2 separate regions of the Sus scrofa genome follow, and region 1 is linked to region 2. Evidence: chromatin contacts called from public Hi-C data. All regions are on one chromosome and are shown on one strand. Each heading gives the region's core, a stretch centred on a gene start, on an enhancer-like site or on the middle of the called end of the contact. The rest is flanking DNA. Distances are from core to core; before and after follow the strand shown.

Evidence for each region. Hi-C and Micro-C count contacts between places; a contact is called where the count stands out from the background.
Region 1: a contact with region 2 is called in a Hi-C map of liver, with 2.0 times the contacts expected there. The contact joins two enhancer-like sites. A contact is called at or near these places in 1 of 5 promoter capture datasets (liver), 7 of 47 Hi-C or Micro-C datasets (embryonic fibroblasts, fetal heart ventricle, liver and 2 more) and 1 of 2 datasets of contacts at active chromatin or transcription factors (skeletal muscle).

What each region holds. Positions count from the first base shown.
Region 1 is chr1:14,523,351-14,530,938 of Sscrofa11.1, forward strand. It overlaps a transcript of ESR1 not described here. Among named protein-coding and RNA genes, the nearest start is that of ESR1, 36 kb to the left of the region's middle. Within about 2 kb of position 2,826, at least 1 of the 83 cell types and tissues checked has an H3K27ac peak or open chromatin away from gene starts, as enhancers often do. A contact at or near this core is called in liver, where this site is marked.
Region 2 is chr1:14,210,768-14,218,426 of Sscrofa11.1, forward strand. It overlaps a transcript of ESR1 not described here. Among named protein-coding and RNA genes, the nearest start is that of ESR1, 280 kb to the right of the region's middle. Within about 2 kb of position 3,779, at least 4 of the 83 cell types and tissues checked have an H3K27ac peak or open chromatin away from gene starts, as enhancers often do. A contact at or near this core is called in liver, where this site is marked.

The DNA of each region.
Region 1 (7,588 bases), core at 1,576-4,075, 310 kb after region 2:
AAATAAGTTGTACACTATTTCTCAGTGATTTACAAAACTTCCATAGAAAATTCTCATATAATCCATGCTGCTGGTGCCTATCAGGCATATCTAACTGATTTAGGTGCTTCCTTTGTATTTCCACCTTTTTTTTTTTTTTTTTTTTTTTTGCCCTTCAAACTTTTCCCCCTCTGATCTGAACACTTTTACTTTCTTCTCTTTTTGCTCAGAGACAACGGAAATAGGCAAGCTCATCAACTTCAGGTCTCATTTGAGGTGCAGAGCGATTGCTAGAGTCTTTATCTCTCTTACTCTTTTTTTGCCTCCCATTATAACAGAATAATTGTGAGAACAAATATAATTGATCTGATTTATAATAGCAAAATCACATATATAACTAATCAATTATACCAAAACCTTTTGTCTGAGATAGTCTGTGTTGGTTTAATTCTTCTCTGCTTTGCGCAGATAAACCTAATCACATATACCACCAATCTCTCTTGGAAAGAACTGGTCAGTTTTAGGATTCTTCTTTGGATAGTTTAAATTAAAATGTTTTCACTTGTATTTATTGATTATATTTAATTACAGTTATATTAAATATTACAGTTAAATTCTATATTACAGGTATATATCAATTATACTTAACAACTGGAGTGTTATAAAACAGTCAAAATTATGCCTGTCTTTGTTAGTGCTAATTATACTTTTAATGTTGCATAATAAATATTTCTAGACTGTTTTACCCTAATTTAATAAATATTTATAATGAAATCTCTTCCAAGAAAAATAGAGGTTTTCCATTTTAATTGCACTAACACTCTCAGTTCAGCTCCTGGAAAAATGTAGCAAGTATTGTATAATGTTTTCTAACTCATAAATGAAAAATTAAGAGCACATAATGTTGATGTGACTTGTCCTGGATCTACTAGAATGTCACCACATAATTTAGATCCACAGATCACCCAAGTTGGTTGTTGAGGCAAAGAATTTTCAGCTCACCTATCATGCCCTGTCCCTGTATGCTTCTGTTTTATCCAGGCTGATGTAACCTGACTTCTACCATCCATCTTCAGTGCTTTTCTTTAAAAGTCTTCCACGGACCATCATGCCATCATATCTTATGAAGGTCTTATTTTCCTATTGTTTAGGGAAGGCTTAAAAACTCAATTTCTCCGATTGATGGGAATGTGGACATAAATAGCCAACTTCCGATTTGACATTTTCACATGGACATTTTATAGGAAGCTTGTTATGGACTGAATGTTGTATTTCCTGAAAGTTTATATTTTGAAGTCCTACCTGGCAATGGAATGATATTTGAAAGTGGGGCCTTTGGAAAGTAGTTAGGGTTAGCTGAAGTCAGAAGGATGGTGCCCTCATGAAGTAAACAGTGCCCTTATAAGAAGAGGAAGCACACATGGAAGAGGACAAAGAGTGATGGTGGCCATCAGCAAGCCAGGAAGAGGGCTTGAGCAAGAACCAAATCTGCCAGAATCTTGATATTGAACTTACTGGCCTCCAGAACCATCCAACAAATATTCATCGTTTAAGCCACCCAGTCTATGGTAATTTGCTATGACAACCTGGTCTAACTAAGGCAAACATCAAACCTGGTATGTCCCAGATGGAACACACAATCTATACTCTGTCTATCTCAATCTATTTTCCCTTGAGTGTCCTCTGTAAGACGACATGCCACCCCATTCAATTACTCTTATACTAGAAATTCACTGTTCATTCAGTCACCAAGCCTGTCAATTATGGACCCTAAGTGCTCCCTGTCATTCCATTATTCACAATTTCAACTGCCATCATGACAATCCATAGGAGAAATGAAGATGTTATCTATGCAACAGTGTATATTAAGAACTACGTATTGATGGGGCTATTATTAGGAGAAGTGCTGCTAAATAAATTAGCCTGTAGGATCAGGCTGTTTGAAATGTCCATTTAAATGCTGGGGAAATTCTCCCCAAACCAAGCATTTACATCTGGGTAATTTATGTTGAGCTATTCCTTCTGATGGCAATTAGCCAAATTCAACTACCTCTTAGCAAAATTTCTAGTCCAGAAAAAGTAGGCTTGTCTTCTATTTCCTGTAATGAGTTGGAATATGCTGTTTGTATGACAATTATACTAAAGTGCTCAAGTATAAACTTAAGAAGAAATCAACACAATCCTATCTAATGCCATTGAAAACAGGGACTTATTTGTCTACTAGATGATAAGCTTTGCAATATCAAAGACCTTGACTTGTTGCCTATTGCTTCACTAGCAGTTAACACCAGGCATAGCATGCAGTGACATTTCAATAAATATTTTTCTGAATGTATACACAGCTCCACGGTGTCTTCATTTTATGGTTCTATTGTGATGCAAAATCCAAAGCATCAGCAATAATCAAGATAATGGTTTGAATCACAATTATTTCCAGCTATGAAATCAAGGGCCATTGAAAAAAATCAATTGGCATTGAAAATTGCTTTAAATTTTCTGGACAAAATTTTCAAGTTGATAAACTCCATGTAACATGGCAAGAAGTGATTAATGTGTCCAAAACTTAGGTTTTCCTTGCAGTGGAAACTGCTGGTGCAACCCCCAAATCTATTTCTTTCCTGGAATCCTAGTTTAAATCGTGTATCCCCACTACCACCCTCATCACCACCATCCTCAGCTTCAAAGAGAAATCCCAGCTAATCCAAACCAATCCATTGGTCCAGGGATGCATACACCACTTACGATGAAAGGAATAACTGACATTCCATGCTTTTAGGAAGAGTTTTTCCTCTGTCCCCTTATTGATTTAAGCAGGAAAACATTATTCCACAAGCGAGTGGAATCAATTTTTGGACGGTGTGATGGCCCAGTGTTGGGATGAAGCAAATCGATGGAAAATGGCAGAGCAGAGGTTGTAGAGAAAGTGAGACTTTGATGACATTATTAAGCCAGAGACTCAACCAACTGTGGAGTTCACTGCTCATCTGGAATCCCTCTTAGGTGAGATACGTTTTCTAATTGTGAAAACCAGTATGGGTATTCTGCTAGAATGTATCCTTACTGATATTTCCCTTATAAAAGATAGTTTGTTAAGAAAAGAACTGACAGAGGCTTTTGGAGGAATGTTCAAAATACTAATTATTCTTTAACATTACTAAGGGAAGGATTTCCCATTTAAAGATACACTTGATTGTGCTTTGTATTTATACTGAGAGAACTATCCTGGCAAGGGTAGCGAAGAAGATAGATATTGAAAGAATGAACATTATTCACTTTTTCTTATTCACTAAATATTTATTCAACTGGTTCCTGTCTATGTGCTTTATAAACGATTGCCTTTGATACCCACAAAAACTCTATGACGTAAATAACATTAATCACGTTTTAGAAAAGGAAACTCAGAGAAGTTAACCAACTTGACTTTGATCATGGAATCCCTAAGAACCAGAACCAGATCCCGAAAGTGTCTAGCTTCAAAACTCAACTATTCTGTATCGCCTTCCATAATTACGCTTGGCAAAAATTGGATCTAGTTCCAAATCTGGAAAGCTAGTGGTAAAAACAGTATGTGTACATTTATATGGTGTGTGCACACAACCCTAAACTAGTGAAGACATTGTGCAAATAACACATGGTAGGAGTATAGCAACGCACACAGGCACGTGTGTACACCACACACACACACACACACACACCTATATCTAATTTACCTGTGTATATTCTTAGATATACTGATCTTTCGCCTGGGAATTTCTCCTCGGAAAATAATTCAATACAAGGAAAAAGTATATACATGCTTTTGGGGATGGACAGTTATTATCTTTTAAATTGAAGGAAATGTTTAAATTTTTAAAAATTTTATATTGGAGTATAATTGATTTAAAATGCTCTTTTAGTTTTGGAGGAAATTTTTCAGATTCTAACAATAGCAGACTCTCGGGCAAGATGTAATAACAACCTATTTTATAAATAATGTGGAAATATTGAAAAGGAGTTAAAATGCAATTGTAAGTCAATGAGCAATGCAAATCACGTCTTCTATTTTTTTTTCTTTTGCTTTGTAGGGCTGCACCTGAGTCATATGGAAATTTCCAGGCTAGAGGTCAAATCAGAGCTATGGCTGCCAGCCTACAGCACAGCAACTCGGGCTCTCCCACCCACTGAGCAAGGCCAGAGATCAAAATCACCTCCTGATGGATTCATTTCTGCTGCACCACGACAAGAACTCCATATGTCTTATATTGTAAAATAAAACACAAATTCATATGAAGAGACCAGAGTGGAATCCACATCCCCACCAAAAAAAATAAATAAATAAAAGAGACCATGATTAAGATGGTGGGATTTTGCCTTCATTTAAATTCTTTTTTCTATAGTGCTGTTTACAATAAACTTCTTTTATTTATTTAAGGTCTAGTCTTCCAAATAGATTTTAAATAATTTGGGGGTCAAACCATTTTCTGGAAAGTTTTTAAAAGTTGCTACTAACTAGCTGATCATATTTTAGCTTGGAAACATAATTGGTTTCATCAAAGGGAACCCCAGTAGGGCTACAGAATCCAATAATTCATTATCAATAGAAATTTACACCTTTATAATTCTTCTAGAAACAGCAACATCTAAGAAAATAGAAAACCTACACTAAAACTCAGTCTTCAGCATTGCACCTGAGAAATGAGCCTGAAAGCTTTCCCTGATATTTAAGACCTTTTTTATGGCCACACCAGCAGCTTATGGATGTTTCCAGGCTAGGGGTTGAATCAGAGCTGCAGCTGAGACCTACACCACAGTCAAAGTAATACCAGCTCCAAGCTGCATCTATGACCTACACCGCAGCCTGCAAGCAACACCAGATCCTTGACCAACTGAGTGAGGTCAAGGATTGAACCCACATCCTCATGGAAACTGCACTGGGTCCTTAACCTGCTAAGCCACAATGCGAACGCCTTAAGACATGTTTTGAACAAATTACTAGGCAGTCTCCTTACCTTAAAGCATACCAAATTACTCTTATCAGGGAAAATGGATCAAAATATGGAGAACTGGGTTCTTTCCACACGGCTAGAAATTCCTAGACTTCTACTCTGATGTTAACTAGAATACCAGTCACCAACCCACTTGTCCCTACCTAAAGTTCTTTGATGAAGGGGAAACCCCAAGACACAGGAAGTCTTGGACCATCCTCCTTGGTTTTATAAAAGTCAGGCATAACGATTTTTATTTTGAAATAATTTCAGATTTTAAAAGAAAGATTGCAAAAATAGTACAAAATATCCCCATACATTTTTAATCTGGATTCCCCAGATGTAAGTCAACATTGAATCACACTTACCTTCTCTCACTTACCCACCATCATCTACCTAGCTACATTTTACCTACCTATGTATTCTTTTTCCTGAGACATTTGAGAGTAAGTTGCCAATATGAGTACATATATCCTCCCCAAAAAAGGTTTTTATTTACTTAACCACAATACTCTGATCAAAATCAGTAAATTCACATAGATACAAAACTATTATCTAACCTATAAACGTTATTCATATGTTGCCAATTATCTTACTAATGCCCACTTTCCAATTCAATAGTCAACGCAGAATCACACTGGCATTAGCTGACACATCTCTTTAGCCTCTTTTAATCTAGAACAGCTCATAACCTTGACCATTTTGAAGAGTTCCAGCCAGCTGTTCTGTAGAATGTCTCTCAACTTGGGTTTGTTTTTTTTTTTTTGTTTTTTTTTTTGTTTTTTTCCTGGTGTTTCCTTTGACTCAATTCAGGTTAAGAATTTGGGGCAGGAACACCCTAGGAAGGCTGTGGTTCCTCCTTCATGTACCCTATCAGGAAGCACAGTATTAATTTGCCTTATTCCTGATGACGTCACCTTTGCTCACGCAGCGAAAGTAGTGTCTGACTAGATTTCTTCCTTTCTGTCAAGTTACTACTTTCCCTTCACAATTAAAAAGCATCTTGAGTGGTAATACTTTGAGATGATAAACAACATCCAGTTTCATTATCATGGCCTTGTAAATTAACTATACTTCAATAAAACTTTAAAAAATCCAGGTTCTCATCATATTTTTCCTGGCTCATTTTCACATCCATTGATGATTCTTGCTTGAAGCAATTACTGCTCTGTGCTCTTCACATCTCACCTCCTTCCTAAACACACAGCCCCCTTGCTCAGAGGGCCAATGCAACTCATCCTAGCCCCTACACCATGACTGCGAGGGGACTGTTAAGTGCCCCTTCCTGGTTTGGCCCCCAAATGTCTCATGTTATCCTACAAGGTCTTGGTCAGTTGACTGCAGCATAAGATCTCGTAAAGGACTCCAAGAAGTCTTTTGTAATTGCGGAGCCATTAGAAACTTAAATCTAGGCCATCCCGGGAGTCCTGTGAGCTTGGACGGGGAAAATCTATTTTGATGAATTTTAACTGGAACTCAGCATTCCCTTCATTTATGAATGTGGGCAACAGTTGCAATAGTGTTAGCAAAATGTGGCTTTATCTCCAATAGAAGTCACAGATATTTCACATCACATTATACTTGATGCAGGTATCTTGAAATATATTTATCACTAATTTGAAATTAACTTTAAGTTTTAGCTATAAATCAGTCAATATGTCTTTTTTTTCACATTTACAAATATTATTTTCAATGAAGGTCCATGGGCATCACCAGAATACTAAGGGCTTTGAGACATAAAGCAGGTTATGTTGGATGGAGCTGAACCCTGAGTCATGACTTGGTGGGGAGCCACCAGGAAAGCAGGTGGGGAATATTTGCATTAGAATTTGTGTCTGAGAGGGAAATAAGCCACTGAGATTTATGATGTTATTTGTTCAGCCATTACCCTCTTCTGACTAATAGAAAAAATGAAGTGACAAATTTGGAAATTAATATGCATGGGAAAATAGCTGAAGACTTGGGGTTGGATGTGATCATTGAAGAGGAAGGAGAAAGAAAAAGAAGCCTAGGAGCTTCGGGTAATTATTACATTTTGAAAATCAAAACAAAACAAAACAAAAAAACTTTAAAAGAAACATACAGAATAGTAGAAATAGAATAGTCTAATGACAATCAGAAATACATGGTGTAAGAAATTATATAAATGGGATTTCCCATCATGGCTCAGTGGAAACGAATCTGACCAGCATCCATGAGGATGCAGGTTCAACCCCTGGCCTCACTCTGTGGGTCAAGGATCCAGCGTTGCGGTGAGCTGTGGTTTAGGTCACAGACATAGCTCGGATCTGACGTTGTTGTGGCTGTGGCATAGACTGGCGGCTACAGCTCCAATTTGACTCCTAGCCTGGGAATTTCCACATTTCCATGGGTGTAGCCCTAAAAAAAGGGGGGGGGGAGAAAGAAAGAAATTATATAAATGACACCACGTTTTAATTCCTCGGATGTCTTCATATACATTAAGTCCTTATATGTGTTCTCTGCTCAAAAGAAAAGAAATGAAACTATTTCAGCAGGCTTTCTGCGCTATACCTAGAAATTTGCTAAATGACAGGCATGATAGTTCTTCAAGTCTAGTTTCCTTATCTATAAAAAATTGCTTCTCAAATTAAAGGAGGCAACATAAGGAAACACAGCCAAAAGAA
Region 2 (7,659 bases), core at 2,529-5,028:
TCTTTGTGATACCCCAGAGGTCGGTCTACGCAGTCCCAGCAGCTGCTGAGAGCTAGAGTCTCTGGGGTCACAGAGGGGTGGGGACTGGGAAATAGGAAGCCTCTCCTGTCAGAATGCTTTACTGGAAATGGGACACAGGACATTTGAAAGATTATCTTCCCACTTCTATGCAATCAGAGAAAACACATGAAAAATCTCCACACTGCTCTAAGCTCTCTGAAAGAGGCTTTCCTTTGCTTTTGTAAATCAAACCCAAAGCTTGGCAGCTTTTCCCATAAGAATAAGTCTGGAGCCACCTGGGGCTCTGTCTTTTCGGGGTCCGGGTCTTTCCACTTTCTGGACTCGGGTTCCCGTGATCCTAGGCTAGAAGCAAGCAGTTGGTACCAACACTGCCAAGTACTTAAAACCAGCTTCTCTACCAAAACCTCCTCCCTTTTCATAAACCCCCTAAGGCTTTTCCTTACATACAAATTTTTTTTTTTTTTTTTTTTTTAGCATTCACAGATAGGTCGAATTGTAAAGATTGTTAGTGGGTGTTTTTGAATATTTAATGATAAATTCCAAGGTGAAGGAATGGGTCATTTGCTCTAGTTTTGTTTGTTTGTTTTTGTTTTTTTGTTTTTTTAAGATTCTATAATTTTATTAACTATACTTTGGTAACACACACTTCCCCTCTTAATTCTTTTTTTTTTCCCCCACTGTACAGCATGGGGATCAAGTTACTCTTACATGTATACATTTTTTTTCCCCACCCTTCGTTCTGTTGCAACATGAGTATCTAGACATAGTTCTCAATGTTACTCAGCAGGATCTCCTTGTAAATCTATTCTAAGTTGTATCTGATAACCCCAAGCTCCCCATCCCTCCCACTCCCTCCCTCTCCCATCGGGCAGCCACTTGCTCTAGTTTTTAAGCTGGTCTTAGTGAAGCCTCTAGCAGCCCCGTTGTGGTACCTTCAGCCCTTCCCTTCATTTTGAAAGAAATGCTGTCTTTTCTGTGGTTGAGCCCAGCGACCCTCTGCACCCAGGGTCCAGCAGGGCCTGGACCACCATGCAGAGCAGCTCCCAGAGGCTGTGGCAAGAGCCCCTCCTGCTGGCTGCACCATCCCCTTGTCCCTGCTGTCCCCCAGCCTGTGGTCTGGGTCCCTGGGTATTGACATGTGCTTTTTGGCTGTAAATCTGGAAATACTCAGGAACCTTTATAGCTTTCGCTCCATGGAGCCTGAATTCGTTCAGTCAGTGCAGTGTTTACCAGCTCACAAACCTCTCATTGGCCTTGACCACAATTACTGATTTCTCAGTGAAGTGGTATCTGATGACAGGTTGCAGAGCTGCAGAAAGGCCTCGGGGAACACTGAGTCTGGGATGATGCCTGGGGCCCTGTCTACCCCACGGCCATCTGGGGGACTGGCTCCTGGCAAAGGGTCCAGAGATAGCTGTTTTGGAGTCCCTTCGTCTGCTCTTCACGGGCCTGGCCCCTGAGGTTATTTCATACCATTTCAAAATCACTTTTGAAAACCTTTGCCCCAATGCGCTTTTTTTTTCTTTTGCTTTTCAGGGCCACACTTGTGGTACATGGAAGTTTCCAGGCTAGGGGTTGAATCGGAGCTGCAGCTGCTATCCTACACCACAGCCATAGCACTGCCAGATCCAAGCTGCATCTGCAACCTACACTGCCGCTCACAGCTACACTGGGGCCAGGGATTGAACTTGCATCTTCATGGATACTAGTTGGGTTTGTAACCCCCTGAGCCACAAAAGGAGCTCCACCCCACAGCTTCCTTGCTTCTGTGTGTTTTATTTTATTTTTGGTCAGTTCTACACAGATACCCAGTCCCTAAGCTGTGGGCCGCGGCCCTGATCCCGGGCCAGGAGCTAGGAGCCGGGCTTTTGGCTAAAAAGGGAAGGGAGTGAACCTGGCCCGGCTACCATCATCCTGAAACAGGTCCTGCTGCCAGTGAGGGTGCCACTGCCTCCGACATCAACATCTCAGGTCATCAGCTAGAAATAGAGCTTCTCCTGATGCCAAGGGACAGACGAAAATCCCTCCTCAGTTCACCCGCAGCTCCTGGCAGAAACCCGGCGCAGGGAGGGCGCCTGGGTGACCTCAGAAACCAGGCACGCTGGCAGCAAATTCCAGGGGCATTAGCAGAAGAAGTGCTGCTCAAGAGGGGGAACATGTCTCCAGAACTCGAGGGGCGAAGCATGAAGCATGCTGCCCAAAGGCCCATATTTCTTTGAAGCGTCACATTTTTGCCTTAAAAGTTCATGGGAATTTTTCCTTTCTACTCATAAAATGTGAAAGCTTGTTTAAATTCAAAACTTAGCACTTTCTCTGATCTTAAGTAATATTTCATATGCACTCTGAGACTTCAAGTAGCCCTCAGGAAGCCCGAACCCTACCAGGTGTCCCAGATTATCTGGAGGCCGTTCCGGTAGAAAGTTCTCTCTCTTGAATAAACATATCTCCCCCGGCTTTAGAGCTACTCTTTCGGAGGTAGTTACAGATTTTGCAATTTTCAGCCACCATGCCTGTGAATTTAAAACCAGGCTTTTATTTATTTATTTATTTATTTATTTACTTACCTTTTTAGAGCTGTACCCACAACCTATGGAAGTTCCCAGGCTATTACCGGTTGAACTGGAGCTGGAGCTGCCAGCCTATGTACACCACAGTCACAGCAGCGCCAGATCCGCGCCACATCCATGACCTACACCGCAGCTTGTGGCATTGCTGGACCCTTAACCCACTGAGCAAGGCCAAGGATCGAATCCACAACCTCATGGTTCCTAGTCGGACTCATTAACCACTGAGCCATGACGGGAACTCCCCCCAAACCAGCTTTTTTTTTTTTGTCTTTTTGCTATTTCTTTGGGGCCGCTCCCACGGCATATGGAGGTTCCCAGGCTAGGAGTCGAATTGGAGCTGTAGCCACTAGCCTACACCAGAGCCACAGCAACACGGGATCCGAGCCGCGTCTGCAATCTACACCACAGCTCACGGCAACGCCGGATCGTTAACCCACTGAGCAAGGGCAGGGACCGAACCCGCAACCTCATGGTTCCTAGTCGGATTCGTTAACCACTGCGCCACGACGGGAACTCCCCAAACCAGCTTTTTAATACACGTAGTCCCAATACTACAAGTTAGAAAATTTTGCTGCCCCAAGGCATCCACTTTGTATTTTTTGAGAAGCAAATCTAAACATGGCAGTTCTGAATCTGAATGTCCCCAAAGGCTTAAGCACATGTCCCATTGGAGAAGGTGGCCTGGAGCCAGTGTGTGAGTTGATCCACTCCCAGTCAGGCGTTCCAACTTTGAACAGACTCCGCCAGGTAGATTTAAAGTTCTGCAGATTGCTCAACCTTCTCCCCAGAGCTCGCTGAGCACTGGAAATAAACACAAGGCACACGTAGACAACGCTGCCCCTGAGTAGCCCGAGAAGGACAAGCAGAGCCAGACAAGGGATGTGGAGTGGGGCGGTGGGGCTGCTGCTTCCAGCTCTGGCCCAGTGAGGAGACTGATGAATCCTTGCTCCAAAACATAGCTACAAAGCTGAACAAAATGACAAGTCCCTCCATTTCGGCACTCTGCAAAGTGACCCAAGGCATACGGCGACAGAAGAGGCGTCTGTGCTTGAAAACCTGCTTAACTTTGGGCACGAACAGTGTGAATCTGTGGCATTCTTGCTCCCACCCCCCACCTGCACACTTCGGTCCGCACCAGAGCGGGACACAGCATAAGGACTGACGACGCTGCTGCTCTGGCCACGGTCCCAGACGGCTGACCTGATTTGGTGGATGAGCGGGCAAGGCCAAGGCCAAGGCCAAGGCCGCCATAGCCTGAGGTTGTTGGCAAGTGCCATCCTGACTGTGTCTGTGGACATGGGTCGCAGAGACTAGAAAGTGCTCCCACTAGCCCCACTCTCCCGTCCGATCCTGCAGGCAAAAGCTGGGTCAGCCTTGAAAATAGCCTGAAAACCAAATGTGCCCCCCATCTGCCCTCAGAGTCATCAGCAGAGGATAGAAGCCTTACGGGCTCCAGGTGTTGGGCCATGTCTGTCCGGTCACTTGGATAACCTCTGAGTTCTCCAGACACAGGGGCAGCTCCCCTGAAGGCAGCCTTGAAAACCAAAATGAGAATCATCATTTCAGAACCTAACAGAGACCAACTGCTGGTGGAAAGACAAACTTTACCTATTTAACTGCAGGTGAGTTCCTGGACACAGGGAAAACCCAAACAACAATGGAACACAACAGCAATGACCGTAGGGGAATCAGAATGCAGGGGTGCTGTATTACAGTGTCTAAGACATTGTTTTCAAAAAAAAAAACCAGATATGCAAAGGAAATGGAAAATGTGAGCTATACTCAGGAAAAAAAGAGATCAAAAGAAACTGTGGAAGTTCCCCTTGTGGCTCAACGGTAACGAGCCCAACAAGTATCCCTGAGGATGCGGGTTCAATCCCTGGCCTTGCTCAGTGGGTTAAGGATCTGGCGTTTCCATGAGCTGTGGTGTAGGTCACAGATGTGGCTCGGACCCCATGTTGCTGTGGCTGTGGTGTAGGCCAGTGGCTACAGCTCTGATTCGACCCCTGGCCAGGGAACTTCCATAGGTGCGGCCCCCCAAAAAAAGGAAACAAAACCTGTTGTGTGTCTCCCCAGATGCTGGATTTAGCTGGCAATGACCACAAGCAACTATTATGAATGTGTTAATATATCTAACAGAAACCATTTTTTTAAAGAGTTAAACACGACAACAGTGAATCAACAAATAGGGATTCTCAATGAGGGTAGAATTTAGAAAAGCATTTTATTTTTTGGCCATAACCCCAGCACACGGAAGTTCCCAGGCCAGGGATTGAACCCATGCCACAGCAATGACAACATGAGATCCCTAACCAGTAGGCTACCAGGGAGCTCTAGAAAAAAAATTTTTTTTTGTCTTTTCTAGGGCCGCACCTGCATCGTATGGAGGTTCCCAGGCTAGGGGTCTAATCCACGCTCTTGCTGCCAGCCTATGCCACAACCACAGCAATGCCAGATCCCAGCCGTGTCTGCGACCTACACCACAGCTCACGGCAATGCCGGATCCTTAACCCACCAAGTGAGGCCAGGGATCGAACCCGCAACCTCACGGTTCCCAGTCGGATTCGTTAACCACTTGAGTCACGATAGGAACTCTGAAAAATTTTTCAAAAAAGAAAGATCAAATTTTATGCTGGAGCTGAAATGGACAATAACTAAAATGAAAATTCACAGAAACAGCTTAAACTCAGAGTCAAAATGGCAGATGAATCCATTCCCTTGAAGACAGATGAATAGAAATTACCTAACTTGACGAATAGAGAGGAAAAAAATAAATGCGGTGTAGGCCACCAGAGCCACAGCAACATGGGATCCTTAACCCACTGAGCGAGGCCGGGGATCGAACCGCATCCTCACGGACACCATGTTGGGTTGTTAACCCTCTGATCCACAACGGGAACTCCTTAAGTTCTTTAAAAAATATGAACACACAGGTAGCTCTGAAAAGGGAAGGGAGTCTGGAACACTGGAAACCAGGAGAGGAGTAGGATGGGGATACAGGCACACTAGAGAGGTTTTTGAGCAAACATGTAGGTTTTAGATCATCCATTCATCCATTCACTCATTCATTCATAAATAACTACTCTCTTAAGCTTCTTTCTTCTGCCTTACAAGGACGGGGTTGGGAGTAGATGTTAGAAAACAACTTTTTTTTTTTTTTTTTTTTTTTAAAAAGCAGCCCCCTCAGCATATAGAAGTTCCTGGGGCCAGAGACTGAATCTGAGCCAAAGCTGCGACCTACACCAGCTGTGGAAACATCGAATTCTTAACCCAGGTGCCACAGCAGCAATTCTAACAACTGCTCTTTTAATGAGCGTCTCATATGATGTTCAAAACCGCCCTGTAAATTAGGGGTTACTCTCGCTGTTTATCAATGAAGAAGCAGAGGCTCTGAGAATTCATGGCCAGCGATCACTAAACTTGGATGCAATAGAGCCAAGAACTGAGGCCATCTCTGCTGCACCCCAAGGTTCATGCATTCCCTCCTATGCCTGGCAGGGGGTAGGGGAGGGGAGAGGTGGGAGGGGGACCTGGCATCAGCTCAGCAGTCAGGACTCATTTTGCTCTACAGATGATGTCATCAACCCTGATCTTAGGCAGCCAGTGCTGAACCACTAGTAAAAAGGGAGCTTACAAAAAAACAACCCCCCCACAAAAAAAAAACCAAGGCCAAACATTGTCTTTCATTTAATTTTTTATTTGAACATCAAATAGGTAGAGAAAATTGTTTAAGGTGCTTGAGCATCCCACTGGATTCTTGACTTTTTTTAAGGTGCAAAAGAGGCTGACAAGTGTGTTTCATTAAAGCGAAGCCGCAACAAAACAATCACATCAATAATAGTATGCATTGGCAAAAGGGCATATTAATCCATCAAACACAATTTGGCATTTGAGCCTTTCCCCATAAAACAAGAGCTCTACACTGAAGAATATGTAGTGCACAAAATGCTTTGTTTATACGCTGTGAGAAAACATAAACTGGCATAATGTCACTTATTAATTCAAGTCTCTATGACCAATGACCTCTCTGTGAATGCAAAGGGGTCCATGCCTCAGGCACCTGCTTATGGGGGCTGTATGTCTTTTCCAGGGTACACAGCTCTATAAAAACACACTGAAGATGGGTTTGGAACATGGCAGCATTTACATATTAAAAAAGTTCAGGCACATTTGGATGCAAAAAAAAAAAAAAAAGAATAGAAATTTTTCTGGAATCTGAAAGACAGTGCAAAATTGAAGTGCCATAATAGAGGCAGCAGTTACTTCAAAACCAATTTTAAGTGACTTAGAAAAGAGGCCACGCTCACTGTAATCCAAATGGAAAGAAAATGCAGTTAGAAACAGAGAACTAACACTAATGAAAAGGTGGATATTTGGGACCACAGTTAAACTCCTTTGCTCCAGTTGAGAGGAACTTTGCAGGGAGTTCACCCAGGAAGCGTGCAGTGTATTCTGGATCACCTGCCCAAAGTTTTTGCACCAAGGAGAATCACGGTTGTCTCAGGAGCTACTGTACGATTCTATCTGCCTTTCGAATAACCAGTTTCCTGAAGCAAACCTGCCTGTGACTATTAGACATTACTGTGTTCCTAGGGATCCCTCCCCACATTCACAGTCCATCTCAGAGTCGGGAAGTGTGGCTAGGAAGTGATTTGGAATCGGTTGCACGTAGGGGTAGTCTAAACCAATGGCCTAAGTCAACAGCCATATCAGTGTGTGAGATTTCAATGCAAGAACATCTTGATGGGATCAAAAGTAAATTAGCAGTAAGTCCCTTATTTGTCCAGCCCCCGCCAAAGGCACAGGATATGGCATGGCTGAACATTCTTGCAAGGTTAATAGGGAAATCTGATCAATGACTACACTTCCTTTGGGGCTGGATTTCCTAACCTACGACGTAGGGTCTTCTCTTTGGATGCACTAGCCTCTCTGATTGTTGCACGACAGCACTGCAGAACTCATTACCGCAAGCCTGGAGCTGGGCAATGGCTACAGAAAACAAAGAGCACTAGCTCTTCCTTGGACTATTTTGTGGCTGCCTCTAGTTCTTCCCCAGAACTCAAGCTGCCAT